Linked DNA regions of Zea mays: all the other regions are linked to region 1. Evidence: chromatin contacts called from public Hi-C data. All regions are on one chromosome and are shown on one strand. Each heading gives the region's core, a stretch centred on a gene start, on an enhancer-like site or on the middle of the called end of the contact. The rest is flanking DNA. Distances are from core to core; before and after follow the strand shown. Region 1 holds the start of LOC103631336 (putative transcription elongation factor SPT5 homolog 1). Region 2 has its middle 14 kb from the start of LOC103629888. Region 3 holds the start of LOC100283804 (erwinia induced protein 1).

Region 1 (3,914 bases), core at 1,106-3,605:
AATACTTTCTACTGACCAACATTTTTGCCATGAATGACATTATAAGAGAAATTAGCAGTCAAAGAGTAATCTCGAAGACCACACCAAATTAAACCGTGCCTTATATTTGGGCATGTTTGCTTCTGATTTAAGCGGGTGTTTGGGGCTTTGGACTGCGGCTGATTGAATAGCCCAGCCGGTCAGCTGCATGCCTGCAGCCTATCCTGCTTAGTGCAGCCTCTTCTCTCTGGCTGTATCTGCTGCTGACTTGGTGCAGCTGCTACGGTGTTGGTGGGATGGCTACTGCAGCTGCAACCAGCTCGACCGAACAGGATGACACTGTTTCTAGCAATGCTAATAGTCATAACCAGCAGTCCAGCACAATGTGTCACCAGATAGCAATGATACTAGTCATAACCAGCAGTCCAGCACAATGTGTCACCAGGTCGATGTCTAATTGTCTAGTTTGCTCTACTAAGAAGTATTAAGTAGTACATTCTGCCCAGGCCCAAGATTAACTTTTTTTCATCATAACTTAGTATTAAGTAGCATTGGAGCAAAACAGCTGAATTCAACATTCATAATTCTTGCTTGTAATGTGTAGATAGATCGGCACTCAGTTCAGAGATAAAACAGTTCAGTATGTCCACTCCATTATTTCCAGTAATCAAGGGAGGAAGATGCTTGTGAAATTAACTGTGAAAATGGATGAAAGCTTGGAGCTGATTGGAATATTTCCAGGGTTACCAGTAAATTCTTACAGAAAATCTAATGCATCCTGATAGTTCAAATTGCACAATGAGGGTAAAAGAAAGAATACGGAAGATAATTTGATTTGATCCAGATAAAAAGTTTCAGTCTAGAGGGCATAATTTTTTCCTGCTTCATAAGGCTAAATAATTTGAATTATGATACAATTTATGAATGGATATTCAATTTGGTGCCAAGGCTTTGTCAAGCTTCAAGTATCTTATCCAACATTCAAAAAAATGAAACTAATTAATTTGATAGCATAAGAAGATTAAAGTTCAGTCAACTGTATGCAGTGTTTGGTACAGTGTTAATATGGCAATGAGAACTGGCTCTTTCCAGTCCTTTCAAGTAGCTTTTGAAAAATGATAACAGCAGGCCCATAGGTTTGTTCTCATAGGCAGTTCTGCATGCCTAAAATTATCAGACAGAACAAATCCAAGTCTCCAGTTGCAGTGCAAGTTCAGGCCCTAGCATCAAGTTTGCCACAATACCATCCAACTAAGTCTGGTTCCTTATACCCCTAAAAATTATGTCTGACCAAACCACCGTTGCTATAAGCTTACATAAAGGAAATTAATATATATTAGATCAACTTGAGGTTGAACAACAAAGCATTATCAACTGAACAGATAATTAAGACGGGATCTCCACAGGCACTAACAAGTTCATGAAACATATTGGGAGTGTGCTTCAGCTAACTTTTTGATCTAGAAAAAACTAGTCTTTTGCTAATCACCATCACCTAGGGTGCACCTCTATCAAACAATTTATCTAAACATGACTAAGCTTCATTTTAAGATCTGGAGAAGAGGCGAACATCAAAATTAGCTGTTTTAGCTACACAACTGCTACGAAACTAAATTTCTTGCCAACCTGCAGCTACTACCTAGTCATGAAAACAAAACAAAAGAGATGGATTCCGCCTAGAGCATGAAGTGTTACAGAAATTGCTAATTTCTCGTTGTATTCCCAAATCCAGTTCTGGAAATCGACCAAATTAGGTCACAGATCTCAACAAAGACTGGAGAAATACCACCCAAGTCATAAACAGAGCATCACGACGCAATAAAATAGGGCGACCACTCACCGTCCTCTCCCTCGCCTTCGTCCTCTTCTTCCTCATCCTCGTCGACCTGGGCCTCCTCGTCGAAGAACCCTCGCACCCCGCCGCCGCCCTTCTTCCTCGGCCGGCCCCCGCCGTCGTCGTCGTCGTCCTCGTCCTCGTCCTCGATGGCCGAGTCGTCGATGAAGTTGTCTTCGCGTGACCGCTTCCGCCCGCCGCCACCCTTGCCACCGCCGCGGGAGGCCTTCCCGCGCCTCGCCTCCTCCTCGTAGTCGTCTTCCTCATCCTCGTCATCCTCCTCCTCGTCCAAGTCGTATGCCTCCTCCTCGACCTCTTCCTCGTCGTCGTCGTCGTGGTCGCGGCGAGCCATGGATTTGGCGGCTAGGTTTTCGAGCTCTCGCGGGGATGCACGCGGAGGAAGGGGAAACTCCTCGCGGCGAGTCGTGCGAGGGAAGAGGCGAGGCCGCGCACGCGTAGGTGTAGAGCCGAGCCGCCTCGCGACTCCGCGAAGCCGCGCGTAGGGCTGCCAAGCCCCGGCTAAATTAATCGGAAAACCAAACTGTAATCGGAAATGAAACCGAAATTAATCATTATCAATTTGGTATATGTTTCAGAAAACTGAAAAAAAAATCAATAAAATTTCGGTTTTAGATCTCAAACAGGTTCAGCTCTACTAGCTCTACCTTCAAAAAAAACTAAAATAGACGACGCTTTCATAGAATTTTCGAAGCTCCGTAATTCAAAAACATTGTTTTCATACTTTCCCGTGAATTTGCACAAAAAAATACACATCATATCATTGGTTATATGACCTACTGATTCATGTCTCTTTCTCCACCCGCTAATCATCAAGGATAACTAGTTAGACCCTGTTTGTTTCAGATTATAATCTCTCCAGATTATATAATTCAGCGCAAATAATCCAGCAGATAAACAAACACCTAAATTATGGGTTCAGATTATATAATCTAAACCCCAGATTATGATAATCTTATAATCTCCTCAAGAGTGGCTTATTTAAGATTATTTTGGCAAAAGACCAACTACTCATGGTTATGTAAATAGAAATTAAATATATACCATCCTTTTTTCTCACCTCAAATAAACAAATAAGGATATTGTTGTCTTTATAAATAATCTACATTTGTATAATCTAAACTACCAAACAACTACATGTAGATTATAATATATCTAGATTATAATCTGGATTATATAATTTAGATTATAATCCAGATTATATAATCTATAAGCTGAAACAAACATGTCCTTAGTTGTCCGTGCGTTGCGACTGTACACGAACACCGCTGATAAAAGCATTAGTAGTAATTAATTTTGGATCACTTCATGAGATGTGCTCTCCCGACAGAAGGAAAAGAAGGAAAGACACATTCATTTTTTATTCATCAATTAGAACAAAGTAGAAGAAGCAACTAAACACCATACATGTTCATATATCAAACTCATATATTGTCCATGTGGGGGACAGATATCCCCGGGTCCACTAAAAGAGTAAAAGACCTCACGAAAGGCCCAAGGGCCCAATAAATCGTAAGGTCATTCTTTCATGTCCCTGGGGAGGGACAATCAACAAAGCAGATCGACATGAGGCCGGATTGATGCCAGTCCGGATGGCCCACAACGTCGAGCGAGCGACCACAACAGAGATCCGACTTTCCCGCGCTGGAGCCCCCATGCAACGGAGCCATGCGGGGATAAGTCGGCAGAACTACAGGGAGATAAACTCAAACAGTTCACTATCTTTTAGCTATACATTGTTATCATATCCACGTGTATTACCCCACGGTCGAGTATATAAGGCCTAGGGGGCACCCCTTCAGAACGATCGACCTATTACTCAGCCACCCACCTCAACTCTCTGCGTTCTCAATTCAGAGAGCTCCCTTGTAACCTCATTCACCAAGCATATTCACCAGGACGTAGGGTGTTACGCATCTCCAAGCGGCCCGAACCTGTAAACATTGTCTATTGTCCCTCGTGCATCTGGCACGAACCATTTTGCTACAGTCGGCGACACCGTCCTACTCCTAAAAACACCTTGAGGGGCAACCCCGGGTGTGCGGTCGGACCCAAAACACCGACAGCTGGCGCGCCAGGTAGG
Region 2 (4,527 bases), core at 1,928-4,427, 150 kb after region 1:
TGAGTGCCAGATATATGTCTCACATGGTTCACAGATTTGAAGCAAACGTCAGATAAAGACAAGCGGAACAAGCATCTTCTCTCATATACTTTACTAATAAATGTTCCATATTCAGACATAATACATCTATTTTACTCAAACACAAGTTTGTAACCATCTCTACATAGTAAAGAACCACTAATTAAGTTCTTTCTTATTGAGGGGACATGATGTGCGTTCTTCAGTTGCACGAGTCAGGTGCTAGGCGGAGCAGAGGAGAGGCCGGCAGCACGCCCGAGCAGGAGCCGAATCCGAAGCTAGAGAGGTGGCATGGCCGCGCCAGCGGCTAGAGAGCCGACTGGAGCAGAGGATGGAAGGGGCGCCGATGGGGGAGACACGTTGTCGGTGGGGAGGGCGGCCGTCGGGGCAAGGTGGCGCGGTTAGTGGGGCGGGGTGCATCGCCGGCGAGGAGGGGAGGGCACGATCTGTGGGTGAACAGTGCCTACGGTGAGACTATAGCAGCGGCTACAATGGCGGCTGAGTGGGAGGGTGAGGAAGGAAACCTAAAACCTAGATGGATACCAAGTTAGAACTGAAACCCTAACCCTAAACTCGGTTGGGTGATATATTTATAATCAGGGTGGGCCCACTTCAATTCATGGGTATTCAAATGAATACCCAACTTTTTTCTATAAAAAAAATTAGTACATGTAGTGTATAATACACACACATATATATATAGACACACTAGTTAGTTGCCATACTTCATATGACACAAGCAGCAAAAGGTGTAGTGGTGGAGACACTCAACCTTGTTCTTCACAACTAGGGTTCAAATCTCCACACCCCCATGTTTTGCCGACATACACGAATTTTGGATGGGGCATAGACCACTTATTTTTATTTTCAAAGAAAACAAAAACAACTTTGCTTGTCATTTAGTCCTTCACTTTTTATTTGTCAGTAGCATATTTAATTCAACTTTATCAAAAACTAGATTAATTCATCTTACAACCTCATACCGTATACGATTAAGCTTCATACGAATGTTCGTTTATTTTACATGTCTTCATTTGTATCAATGTTTTTCTGAATTTATATAAGAAGAAACAATGTAATTTTGTTGTTTTATTCTCTCGATACTTATGAGTATTGTTGAATGGTTGCTTTGTTACATTTATTGAAGATAATTCTTCTTGCAAGCCAAAGATAAAAACATCGTCGCTCAAAATATGAAGGATCAAAAACTTGTCTAGTAATATAACCTTCCTTATCATTTAGATACTTATTATCCTTTACATTTTTCAAATGTTGTCTCTTATAACTAGTATTGAAGAATTACAATTTTTGATCAATTTTATGCTCATCTAAGACTTGATTTTGTTTAATATATACCATATGTATACTATAAAATTGTTGTTATGTAATATATTTTGGTATTATACATACCAAATTGTTAGGTTTTATATGGTATGTTACATAAAAAAAAGTTATCGCTTAACAATTTCGATTACCCATCTCTAAATTCTAGGTACGCCACTGTTTATAATAGAGATGTTGGGCCTAAACCCATTACTCACAGGCCTATTACAATACAACCACTATATCTCTAACAACAATTATTGTTCCTTAAGTCACTGATTAATCCATACATTACTTTATAACTAATGTATGTATAACCATCCATCTGCAATTTCATCTATGTTCTGAATCTTGTCTCCTATTTATGTGACTTGCTGTTATCACTCCTGGATGCTTCGACTGTTTGTATCTTCAAAAATTAACCCTACTAAGCTTCTTCATATTTGAACACTGCAGTTTCCACAGCAAGTGTTCTTCTCTAATAGACAGCTAAAAAGGATATGCTTATGCAGCGGTCTACTAGACAGCTAAAAGGATATCCTTATGCAGCGGTTCTGAGACTAACTTCTGAAACTTCTCATGTGTGAAGCAGTTAGTTTGCTACTGCATGCCTCCAAAGTTTCCAAGCACCGTGAAATGATTCTAGCTAGGGATCTACTTGTTTATGCTAGTTGGTATCTGTATATTCCCAATACCGCACTATGTCTGAATTATCATGGAAGTTTGGGCCTTCTGTCTTCTAAGCAGCAAAACTTGCAGTTGCCAACACTTGATCTCGTGTTGTATCCTCTTTCATCTTGTTGGCTGATCTGAACGTTAATCACTATGATGAGTATCGTCGACGGTGCTCTCTGAGGTAGCGCGGACGGTCCGCGACCTAGGAGTAAAGGAATGAAAGATATATTAATTTGATTCGATTGTTGGTGTTTGAATTGACATACCCCTTCAAATATATAGGGAGAGGTCTGGATCCGTTTTTAGTCGTCCTCCAACAACTTCCACGAGTTTAGAGGGAGAAACATGCGTGGAGACAGGAGTTAATTCGCCTGATATAATCTAATTGTGGACTGTCCATGCCTAAGACCGGACCGTCCACAAGTCGGACTCCGGGCTTCAGGGTCAGACTGTTCTGTCGTGTCCAGTGTCACAAACGATGCTCAACAATGTATAACTAACTAGTTTACTTATACGTTGCATGGTCTAGGCGTCAAATCGACAGTGATCTGAACTGACTAGTATTAACTCGAAACGTTAAATTCTAGTCAACTTTAACGACGTGGCGTGTTATGATTGGTCCACACGAGCGTCACATCAGCTCATGTTTTTATTTCTGACTAACTAAGGTATAAGAAATTCTTAAAAAAAATTGAAAGCAATTGTGGAATTCGACATATGAAATTCTTTGGCTCCAAGAATTATGTGAATTTTTTTATTTATACTTTATGACATTTGTAATTTTTATTTATGTTTTAAACGTTTGTAGTCATAAATGTTTGGTTATTTTTTAAGATTAAACCAAACATAAATCCATAACAGTTGAGAGGTGGCCACCAACCACTAAGGACAGAGCGTGTACAATACAGTCTGCAGTTCCTAGTACCCCTTTCCAGTTTGCACCTACGGCCCGGCGACGCGGTGGGCGCCCATGTGCGCGCGTCGTGGCCTGGGCCAGCACGGCATGTTATTCTTCTTCGGGCCCGGTTCCGCACGGCCGGGCAAGGCATGATTCATGCGGGGTTTTTAGGCTGACGCCTGCCGGTGGTAGAGTACGTGGTGCCAGTGGGCCGCTCGGGCACGCGCGCGTCCTTGCGAAGCGGGCCCAGATGGACAGCGACGGCCTTTGGTCGTAGCCTCGTACTCAATGTTCGTACTAGTAGTAGAATTTTCGGTAGGACACACTACACAGGACAAGGCTTCCTTCCTTCCTGGTCGGGGTCTCGGTCTCGACCACAAGTCAAGGGCGGTTCTGTAGCGAGGGCCATGCAACTGGACCACTTGAGTCAGAGTCAGCAGCGCATCAGCAGATGGAATGGAACGGAATCCGAGGTGCAGTAGTGCATAAGAGAGTAGGGTTTAGGGCAGAGCATATGTTGTGGCGAGCGAAATCGATGCAGGCCCGGAAGTTGACGACGGTCCCATTGGATAGCCTACAGAATGGCCAGCCCAGCCCAGCAGCCGAGGGAAGAAAGGTGTGTGTGCCAGTCACGCAAAAAAGCACGCGACCTCAGCCGATTGTGCAGCTGGATGCGCAGGAGTACTCCTCTCCGTCCGTAGCGGGAGCCGGGAGGAGACGGGAGACCCAGTCACTCAAGTGCTGACGAGGCCAGCCACTCCATGATTAGCCGCCGGCATGCATGACAACCCCCACATGGCCACATGCGCATGATGCCCTGCAGTCCTGCAGCACCCAGCACCGGGGGTCCGGCGCCAGCGCCAGCGACTCGGGGGCCGAAACGTATCCAGCGCGCGGCGCGGTGTCTGCTGCGTCGGCCCCCCGCGAGCGAGCGAGCGAGCGGCTGGCGCGCGCGGACCAAGCGCAGCCGCACGCTCCCGGCGAGGACGGCACGCACTCGCCATCCCTGTTGCTTTTAACGCGACGTCGACGTCGACGTCCGTGGCCAACACTGCCAAATTGCTGTACGCCTGTACCTGTACCTGTACTATACCACCACGTATTTAGAACTTAGGGTGTGTTTGGTTTGACTTTTGGCTTTGGCTTTTGCCCCCCTAAAAGCCAAAAGCCAACCAAAAGACTGGATCCAGGAAACAGCTTTTTCTAAAAGCCAACTTTCTCGTAGTGCAAATCTGAAAGCACCTCTGGACCTGCTTTTAGTGGCTTTTCAGATGGAACTGTGAAAACATATATCGAAGAATTTTTAACGACTTTTAATGGTTTCCACCAAATGATTTTTAGCTTTTTAACAGCTTACAGCCTACAGCAGCTTTTTCCACAGCTCACAGCCCACAGCAACTTTTTTCACAGCCACAGCCCAACCAAACAGACCCTTATAGCAAGCCATGGCTCAGAACATCTCCATCTCCGGCAGGTCCCTACTATCATCCCACACCTGTCATATTAAACGAGATAAAGCCATTTTAACTTACTTAGAATTTAAACACACCTAATTCAACTCAATCCAAATGGATTGAGACCGACAAGTGTCTCGATTTTATTCCTTACCCACA
Region 3 (3,871 bases), core at 474-2,973, 190 kb after region 1:
TGTCTGCAGTACCTGCTTGACATTCTGAGCCACGTTCGGAACATCGTGGACCTCGACATCCACCGTGGGGCCGCTATTGCCTAGCCGTTGCCCAATTTCACACTGGGGTTGACCTCCGTGCCTTGGCGATGCCTTCTCGGGGCGCCCCGTCCGTGGTATTCGCGAACCTTATCTAGGCGTATGACGAGACCGCCCAATAAGATGTGAAAACTGGAATGGCTGATGGTTAATAGGTATGCATGTTGGGAAAGCTAGAAGTCTAAAATAGCTGACAATAGCTCATAGCATGTACAGAAACCTGCAATGCACTTGTTTTCTACCTGCCAGATTTGCTACAGGGCAAACTACACCCTAGAAAATGGGCTTGCCTGATAGTGCCATTAATCAGGATGTGCCTGATAAGAGCAGTTGAAGAGTCATTGAAGTCATCTCTTGTTGATACATGGGATGAACTAAAAATATAAAGCTACAAACAGGCGCCAAATCAGCCCTTTGATACGTGGGTGACTCCATTCCTCCAGAAGAACTTGAAAAGGTCATGGCACATTGTAAAGACATTGCTGCACAAAAAGGCTACCAAAGAAGCCGCCGAGAAGGCTAAGATTCAGACAAACAATATTGGGCACAAACTTCTGTCTAAGATGGGTTGGAGGGAACGTTTGTCCCTGAATACTTAATACAATTACAATAATCCCTCTTATACGTCATCACTAATCTCCATGCCTTCCCGCGGCCTGCAGGAGCTGGGGTTGACAGCGCGGGTGGGGGTTCACGGGCGTGGGGTGATTTAAAGCGGAGATCCAACTTGTGTTTAGTTACACATGTCAGTTGACGCCCTTCTCGCCCAGCACCACCTTCCATCGATCTGTTGTGATGCAGATCCATCATGATCGTTTCCTTCATTGGCGGCGAGGCTTGCAGAGGGGTGTGGATCTAGTGGGCGAGCGAGATTTCCGCGGTGGACGGTTGGGAGGATGGGGCAACACGATGTGTGGGGCGGGGGGGGGGGGGGGTCTACACTATTGACTTGATAGATAGCAGAGAAGAGATTGGAAGATACAACTCCAACTACTCGTGTTTGAAAAAAATGGGCCTCAAAATTCGTTTGGTTTAAGGTGGATCCATGTCTAATTAAATCCAATGAATATAGCTAACACCGCGCACAAAATTATGTCCCATTGCAACACATCGACGTATTTGCGACTTTATTTGTTTTAAATTATAAGTACATATTTTTGTACTGGTATATAGATATAAAATATATTAATATATATAAGTCTATAAATAACAAAATAATTTATAATTTAGAACAAAAGGAGCAATAACTAATGCAAATATTAATGAGGTTTTTGGAGAAAAACTAATAATTGAGATTACAGGGTAGACTGTGGTCATGGTCCGAAAATGCCAACCTTGGCCCAATCCAGGCCCAAGCTCTGTTCCGTTACGATCGTCAATGTTTCCGTTGTGCAACGGGACACGTGGACGGTGGACCAATGTTGTGGCCCACACATCACAGTAACAGAGCGTTTGTAGACCTGGTCACGAGACATTTGTCCCCCCGTCTCCCACACAGGCCACGTATTTCAAGCTCAACGTCTCCCTGGGAAGAAGTGTCCCCGTCCTTGCATGTTGACCAAACTAGCCACTGTCTCACAGACGTGTGGGCCTTAGTATCGCTAACCCCATCCGTCATTGACAGTCCAGACACCTCCGTCTGCGCACACATTTCACCTACTCTCCACACAGTTCACACCCAACACTTGAGCTCACACAATCACGCTACAGAGCGCAGAGCTGCACGCTCCACCGGCGAACTCACCTCGGCCGCCCTCCTCTGCCAGATAGCCTCCCTCTACTATTCAAGCCCAAACCCTAAATCCTCGGTTCCCAAATGGCGACGCCGCCGACTGCGCTGCTGTTGCTCCTCGCGGCGGCAGCGGCATTCCACGGCGCGACGGCGAAGACGACGATCGAGCCGTGCTCTGGCGCGGACGCGTGCCCGGCTCTTCTGGGCTACAAGCTCTACGCGGACATGAAGGTGTCCGAGGTGGCGGCGCTCTTCGGCGCCGACCCGGCAGCGGTACTGGCTGCCAACGCGCTGGACTTCGCCTCTCCAGGCGCCGCCAACCGCATCCTCCCCGCGGGAACACCCCTCCGCGTGCCCACCCGCTGCGCCTGCGCCGACGGCGTCCGCAAGTCCGTCGCCATCCGCTACGCCGCCCGGCCTTCCGACACGCTCGGCTCCATCTCCGAGGTCGTCTTCGCCGGCCTCCCCTCGGCCGACCAGATCCGCACCGCCAACGGGCTCGCCGCCGAGGACCCCGACGCGCCGCTCAACCCGGGCCAGGAGCTCGTCATCCCGCTCCCCTGCGTCTGCTTCAACTCCACCGACAACAACCTCCCCGCTGTGTACCTCTCCTATGTCGTGCAGGTCGGGGACACCGTGGAATCCATCGCCGCCAGCCACACAACCACCGTCACTGATATCAGCAATGTGAACGCCATGGGGAGCCCCATTGTCGCACCAGGCGACATCCTTGCCATACCATTGTCTGGTAAACAGTCACTCATTGGACTGCACAAGATTGGAATAAACTGCCGTGGCAATTGCAGAGAATTTTATAAGCCATAACTTTGGCAAACATTCCATCACTTTTCTGTCAAATTAACTATAAATTGATTGAAAACATATGTTGTTTCAAGTTCTGTAGGAATCTAGTTTCCCAATAACCGCCCAGCATTTTTATTCTTATGATTGTCAATAACCTTAGATCAGGGAACATAACCTGAAGTATTGGTTGACTGTTGACAGGTGTACCTTTGTGAAAGTCTAAAGGGGTAGTTCTGTAAAGGCTCAATTTAACGTTACATAGTTACATTAGGCCCTTCTAAACTAGTTATAAGGCATTGCCAGTATTTGGATTTTTCAAACGCAGGATGCAGTAATGGCTTTAAACTTTAAAATTAAAGTACCACTTGAAATGGCTGATCTATGATTAGGTGGGACAAGCCAAGCTTGCAGCGGCTAGGTTGTGAAAGATTTTCTTTTCTGTGTTTGTGTGGTATATGTGAACAATTCTATTTGCTATGGTTCATGAATTTTAGCAAGGGTTGCTTTGAGTGAATATAGTATTCAGTGCATTAGCTAAAGATAACTTATAAAAATGTGCAGTGACAGGTTTTCATTTTTTATGGAAGTGTCTTTCACTTTCATGGAGGCATATCTTTTGTTTTGCTGATTGATTCAATAATGATCGTTGAGAAGGATACTTTCTAATTGTGCCGTTCTCTCTGCTGATCAGTACTTCCTTTCTAACGACAACCATTTGTTTCTTTCATTAGCTTGCGCCTCAGCATTTCCTAACTCTGCTTCGGACTATGGATTGCTTGTGGCAAATGGAACCTATGCACTGACTGCTGGTAACTGTGTGGAGTGCAGTTGTGGGCCAGCGAATCTCAAGTAAACTTACCCTTCTGTTCAATGTAGTTTTCTTGCCTTTTATTTGTTTTGGACTGTAACACCCTTATTTCTTTGTAGTTTGTATTGCACACCGTCTTCACTATCAGCATCATGTTCAAGTATGCAATGCTCTAATAGCAGCTTAATTCTTGGTAATGTGACTGCACAACCCACCACTGGTGGCTGCAGTGTCTCATCTTGCAACTATGATGGCTATGTCAATGGAACCATTGCAACATCGTAAGCAAAAAATCCCAAATAATTTTCGTTTTACTGATTTACTCTATCTAAACTGTGGAACTCAAAGATTATCACATCTTACAATGCATGTGCAGGCTATCCTCAGGTCTTCAACCCATGTGTCCAGGTACTTGTGCAATCTTCAGTTCTAGTGTCCTTCATATTTAG

What was found. Hi-C and Micro-C count contacts between places; a contact is called where the count stands out from the background.
Region 2: a contact with region 1 is called in a Hi-C map of leaf, with 4 times the contacts expected there. The contact joins the enhancer-like site here to the promoter of LOC103631336 in region 1. A contact is called at or near these places in 4 of 25 Hi-C or Micro-C datasets (bundle sheath, ear, leaf and 1 more).
Region 3: a Hi-C map of leaf shows a contact between it and region 1, with 4 times the contacts expected there. The contact joins the promoter of LOC100283804 here to the promoter of LOC103631336 in region 1. A contact is called at or near these places in 4 of 25 Hi-C or Micro-C datasets (leaf and an unstated tissue).

The regions. Positions count from the first base shown.
Region 1 is chr6:120,734,972-120,738,885 of Zm-B73-REFERENCE-NAM-5.0, forward strand. LOC103631336 (putative transcription elongation factor SPT5 homolog 1) reads right to left here and starts at 2,356. Exons shown (of 22, transcript XM_020539445.2): 1 at 1,820-2,356. The coding sequence starts at 2,165.
Region 2 is chr6:120,883,129-120,887,655 of Zm-B73-REFERENCE-NAM-5.0, forward strand. No RefSeq gene overlaps it. Among protein-coding and RNA genes, the nearest start is that of LOC103629888, 14 kb to the right of the region's middle. Within about 2 kb of position 3,178, at least 18 of the 20 cell types and tissues checked have an H3K27ac peak or open chromatin away from gene starts, as enhancers often do. A contact at or near this core is called in bundle sheath, ear, leaf and 1 more, where this site is marked.
Region 3 is chr6:120,926,991-120,930,861 of Zm-B73-REFERENCE-NAM-5.0, forward strand. It overlaps LOC100283804 (erwinia induced protein 1), which reads left to right and starts at 1,724. Exons shown (of 5, transcript NM_001156703.2): 1 at 1,724-2,558; 2 at 3,346-3,463; 3 at 3,542-3,703; 4 at 3,799-3,830. The coding sequence starts at 1,895.